Linked DNA regions of Sus scrofa: region 1 is linked to region 2. The links are chromatin contacts, called in public HiChIP or PLAC-seq maps. All regions are on one chromosome and are shown on one strand. Each heading gives the region's core, a stretch centred on a gene start, on an enhancer-like site or on the middle of the called end of the contact. The rest is flanking DNA. Distances are from core to core; before and after follow the strand shown.

Region 1 (2,756 bases), core at 191-2,690, 160 kb before region 2:
TTTTGCTTTTGTTGAGTGTGTTTTTGAGAACTGAAATAATGACGGCTTTTGGTTTGAGGTTCTTTAGGTCAAGCCCCTTCGAATGCGACAGAGCTGGGAGCCAGGGTAAATGCTTTTGGAATTGAGGTTAAGAATGGAGGCCAGTTCATTTCTTGACTCCCCCACCCTCATCCACAGCATTCACATGGCACTTGTTGAAATTAGGAAATAGATCAAACACTGGAAAGGTTCTGCCGTGGACTTGCCATTCTGGGGGAAATGAGCCAAGTGGGCTAAAAGGTCTGTGGCAATCACTGCCACTCCGTCAAGACCAAGGTTTTCAAGACTGAGGAAACCACCCTGGTCACCCTCTAACTTCCTTTCACGCTTCCTAAGGCGTCGCCTCGACCTGGGTCTTTGGCTTTGGGGCAGAAAATTCCAACGGAGAGTAAAGTCAAACCATCCACTTCCTGAGCCTCGGGGTGGTTAGGTCTTGAGGCACCTGGGAGACAAAAAAACCATAATCATAGCTCTGCTGCCCTCACAGCCAGGCCACCCTGCTCTCCTCTGTGTCCCCATTTGCTTTCTAGAGTCTCAGAAGCAATAGGGGCCAATGTCTGCTTTCATATTTGCAATAACAGGGAACTCACCGCCTCTGGACTCAGCCTATTGGACTCCTGAAGGGTCTTTCCTAAGAGGGTTTTCCTAGTCCGCTCTCCTTCACCTCCCTCGATTCTTCATCCCCCTGCTCTGGATTCCTATCCCCCGATTATAACACAGGCTGGAAAACAAAATAAGCCATCCAGGACTCCTATCAGGATTATCACTTAAAAAAATCAATTCAGCGCCTAGGTTGGTAAATTCTTTGCAATAACAGCCCTCCAGATGGGATAGGTAATTACAGCCTGGCAAGGATCAATTCCTTTCAGAATAGCTTAGTCTGTACTGGCTGGGACCAGAACCCCCTCCCCCGCCCCCCCAAAAGACCTTCATCATCATTGGTCTGAGCCTTTAGATTTCCAGCTCCCATGGCACAGAGTGCAGTTCAATATCTTGATATGTTTTAATGCAACTTACAAGCCGCACTGAGGTGAGGCCACATGTAAACTGATGCCCTGGCTGATAAACACAGGTGGAGAAGCGGGCTGTGTTTTGCTTTCTGTCGTCTGCTCATTTCATAAAACATCCACCACCAGTGTTCCCGATCCGCCCGATAGTCCTCAAGCCCATCATGCCAACTCAGGCTTGATGTGTTTATTCATCAGCTTGCCGAGCCTAGAGCGAGGGTGGCCTGGTCCATTATAACACTGAAATTTGTATATCCCGTAAAGAAATGGCTCACAGCTGAATCATATGCAAATGTTTCTAATCTTTGTTTCTGGCGAAGCAGCTTAGCTGAAGTCATGCTCTGGAACTCATCATAAAAGTGTGCCTTGGTGCTGCCCCTGCCTAGGCTGGACCTTGGCCTGAGGTGCCTGGGAGCAGAGCAAGAGAAAGCCAAGCTGGACAGCTTCCCCAGAGCAAGCCATTATTTTATAAGAATGACTCACTTAACCACATGGCTAACTTCAAAGGTTTTGACTTTTATTGGGGGTGAGGGGAAGACCCAGGGGGAGAGGCCGTCGTAGGAAGGGGAAGTTTCAGATCAAAGCATTTGAGTGCCGAGGCAGGTCAGCCATTCCACAGCTTGCTCCCCACGCACTAGGGACTGGCAGAAGAGGCTGAAAAAAAAAAAAAATCGAGTTTTCTTTTGCCTTTGGCTGCATATTCTTCCATATTTTTATTGGGGGAAATTTTTTTAGTGGGGGAGTTTCCTAAGTTGGTTGGAAGTCTAGCTGGGGTAAATGGCTGACATCTCAAAGGGAACATAGCCTCGTGGCGTAGCTGGTCTGGGGTTCTTAATCTGGAGTTCATGAACACTTAAGCGTGCCCAAAGCTCCTGAAGTTGCTTACAGAACTTCACGAGGGCACACCTGTTTGCCTTTTTCTGAGGAGAGGCTCCGAGGTTTCCATTTTATTCATAAAGATACCTTACCCCCCAAATAACTGACTCTATAGGAGCTCGCCCTTCCTAAACAATGACGGAGGCCAAGAAGCTGAGAGACAGTTGGGTTTTTCTGAATTCAACCCTGGCTCTGCAAGAAAGGGCCCCGCATCCCTCCTGGATGCCATTTGAAAATGAGCTTTGCTTGTGGCCTGCTGGGTAAATGCCACTCTTTGTCTGCAGAACAACGTGGCCCTGTCAGGGTGATGTATCACTTGGAAACCGGGGTGAATGCCAACCTGTCGCAATATTGTCACATCCTGATGGGATGTCGCAACCTCACCCTGAAACCTCCAGGGAGGGAGAGCGCCGTCTCCTCGCATTTCCTGTGAACGTCTTCTTCCAGGTTTCGGAGAAATCCGACTCAGGTGCAGGCTCTCCTGCTGACAATGTCAGGGTGGGGGGCTGGGGGTGAAGGTGGTGCACTGAACCAGAAGAAGGAGGTTTCCTAATCAGATCTCATTACATGTCTCTCCTCCACCCCATCATGGCTTTCCAATTTCTGGCCGCTCTGAGTTGTGACAGGCTGGGTGATCAACTGGGTGAATGCGTCCTTGCATGTTGAGAAACACACAATCATCACATTGGAATGACTTTCCCCCACTAACTAGAGCATTGCAGAACTGAACCTGATTCTTGGTGGGGAAGATGACTATGAAATCTGCTCTGTGGCCCCTTTTTTGGAAATGGCACAGAATGGTGGTTATGAGTAAAACCTCTGGGTTCAACTTGT
Region 2 (3,049 bases), core at 432-2,931:
TAATTTCATCTTTCCCAGGTGTGAGACATTGTGTGTGCAGTAACATGAGTCTGTACTGTCAGGGAAAACAGTGTGTCTTCGTCAGCACTGCTTGACAGAGTCAAACCCCTGAATCACGACCTCATTCTCGACAACCCTAAATCCTATGTGGTTACCTCTTGCCCTTCTGCTGAGAGCTGCGATGCTTCGGCTGCTGGCCTGCAGTCACCCTGGTCAGCAGGGTGGAGATGATGTGTGCCAGCAGCCAAGCTGGACTTTGGAAAGAATTTTCTTCCCGATTCCTTTGGATTCAGCTTCTGAGAGCGGAGCAGTTCTACCTCTAATTTCATCAAGGGTAAAAACAAAATGCTCAGTAGTGAGTTTGCATTTGCATTAGCTAGTAGTAGTATTTTCTTATTTATTTATTTATTTTTATCTTTTTAGGGCCGCACCTGTGGCATATAGAGGTTCCCAGGCTAGGGGTCTAATCAGAGCTGTAGCCGCCAGCCTACACCACAGCCACAGCAACGCCAGATCCGAGCCGCATCTGGGACCTACACCACAGCTCATGACAATGCCAGATCCTTAACCCACTGATCAAGGCCAGGGATCAAACCTGCATCCTCATGGATGTTAGTAACATTTGTTTCTGCTGAGCCACAACAGGAACTCCTTAATTATTTTCTGATTCTTTGGCTATAATGCCCTCCCTAATGGTTTCCTGCTGAATGTTTGCATTTTTGATATGTAATATGCACTCATATAAAAAGTATTAGCTACTCTTTATTAATAATAATAATAGCTATCTTTTATTGAGGTTCAGCTAAGAGTCATGTACTATTCTTTGTGTGTACATGGATTATTGCATTTGATGCCCACCACTATAATTATCATGTCCCTTTTACAGACTGGGAAGTGAAATGCAGGGAAAGTTAAGTAACCTGACCAAGAGCACAAAGTTGGTATGTGGTGGACACAGGATTCAAACCCAGGAGTCAGAGTCGAGCATTTTAGCACATAACCACAAAGTTATCTACTGCCACCTATTGTATACCAGGCACATGACAACGCTGAGATGTGACAATTGTCATCGTCCTTTCACAGATGGGCAAATAGGGTCTCAGAGAGTTGAAATGAGTTGCCCAGGTCACACAGGTAGTCAATGGTTAATGCTGGCTAGCTGAGATCCAGATCTGAGCTCTTAGCTCACACAAGTCATGTGTCCAAGAAACGTGAATCTCTTCCTCTGTTGGTGCACATGGAACCTAGCACATGCAGTGGACAGATAGATACGGGCTGATGTGTGCAAATATTTGTCTGTACCTGTCCATGCGGAGAGGAGTTGAAACTGGGAGACAGTTGTCTTCTGAGCTGGAGATTTCAGCCATTTGTTACTCTAAGTCTTACTCTTATAGGACCAAGGAGCAAGGAGAGTCTTGAAGGAATGGACTTTGAAATATCACAGGTAAAACCCCACAACTTCACAGATGAGGTGCTTCAGAGACAGAAAGCAACTTATACAAAGTCACAAAGGAAATGTAGTGGCCTTGCTGGGGTTAAAGCCGAGTCCCCTGACACTCAGCCTAGGGGTCTTTCTTTTACATCTTTTTGTTTCCACAGAGTTTTCCTGACCTTTGTCCTCCAAAAATACTGTGTGGGCATGGTTCCTCGTTGTGTGGTTTCAGATCAGTGTGTTCATCATCACTGCACTTCAAGGTTCCTTATCTGAAGTGTCTGCAAAGTTAACTCAAACCATATGAACTGGCTGTTCTTATGGTTCACAAAGACTGAATTCAGTCAACTTATTAAGATTCTATTTGATAGATTTTCATTCAGGAAGGAGCAACTAGCCTAGTCTGCCTTGAATTTAGTACATCGAGAAATTGTATTCTGTTATTGAACGACTTCTTTGTCCAAATGCATCCCCTAAACCTTCACGGATACTTTCTAGTCTTTCCTTCCATCCATCCAGAAGGAAACCTGGAACAACTCACCAAGAATGGAGGAGGGTCACCATAGCTAAGACTTTCCCAAGGCTACCGAATATGATGAGCTATTAATGGCCCCTGCGTTCTTAGCAATTGAACTTGAAGATATTCCCTTAGTCCACCATCATGACCAACCAAAACCAGGTCAGGCTTCTTTATCAGACGTTCCCATAGCACCCTATAGCTCTCTTTTATAACACTTACACTCTTCCGTTTGCCTGTGATTTGGCTAATTTCTTCCCCCTCCTTGAGGGTAGAAACCTGGCTGGTTTTGCTCGTAATACACCTCCAGCACTGAGCACAGTGCTGGGCACATAGCAGGCGCTCAACCAATACACGTTGAATGAATGAATAAACAAAAATAAAAACATATCTGTTTTTATTCCTTTCTTCATCATTGAGCAACCTAATGTTAGAATGTTTTATTTAAATTTAAATCCAACAGTGAAAATCTATAAGAGGATTCCATCTTTTACTTTGAGAGGCTTACCTGTCCCAGGTCAGCCAAGGACCCATGCCAGGTACCAGTATACTCAGAAGGCAGCCCTGGAAAGGACTCCTCTTGAAGTTTCTTAGTATGGCCACAAGGCTAGTATGTAGATTAACTTTAAGATTGGATCTCGGGGAGTTCCAGCTGGCACAACAGGATCGGCGGCATCTCTGCAGCACCAGCATGCAGGCTTTATCCCCAGCACAGTGGGTTCAAGGATCTTGCATTGCTGCAGCTGCAGTGTAGTTTGCAACTGTGACTCCGATCTGATCCCTGGCCCAGGAAGTCCGTATGACACGGGGCAGCCAGAAAAGAAAACAAATAGATCTCAATCTTAAGGGGAATTTAAAACCCATCAGCCAGACATCACCGTAAATATTTGGTCATCATGCTTTTTGACTATTGGGGCAAATGTTCTGGCACCCCCCTCAGTGGCTGGTACCCACAGCAGGTCAAAGGCAGACACTGTGGTAAATCCAGCTAGGTAGACATGTGTTGGTAGAAACACTCCAGAAAACAAGGGCAGGGTTTCCAGAAATGGAAAATCCAGTCCCCCCCGAGTTAATTAGGACCAAATGGAGCACAATAGAAG

What was found. HiChIP or PLAC-seq counts read pairs in DNA pulled down with a chosen protein or histone mark.
Region 1: an H3K27ac HiChIP or PLAC-seq map of alveolar macrophages shows a contact between it and region 2. The contact joins two enhancer-like sites. A contact is called at or near these places in 1 of 5 promoter capture datasets (liver), 1 of 47 Hi-C or Micro-C datasets (embryonic fibroblasts) and 1 of 2 datasets of contacts at active chromatin or transcription factors (alveolar macrophages).

The regions. Positions count from the first base shown.
Region 1 is chr2:26,295,750-26,298,505 of Sscrofa11.1, reverse strand. All of the region lies in intron 7 of EHF (ETS homologous factor), which reads left to right. Among named protein-coding and RNA genes, the nearest start is that of EHF, 43 kb to the left of the region's middle. Within about 2 kb of position 1,440, at least 26 of the 83 cell types and tissues checked have an H3K27ac peak or open chromatin away from gene starts, as enhancers often do. A contact at or near this core is called in alveolar macrophages, where this site is marked.
Region 2 is chr2:26,137,118-26,140,166 of Sscrofa11.1, reverse strand. No RefSeq gene overlaps it. Among named protein-coding and RNA genes, the nearest start is that of APIP, 44 kb to the right of the region's middle. Within about 2 kb of position 1,681, at least 1 of the 83 cell types and tissues checked has an H3K27ac peak or open chromatin away from gene starts, as enhancers often do. A contact at or near this core is called in alveolar macrophages, where this site is marked.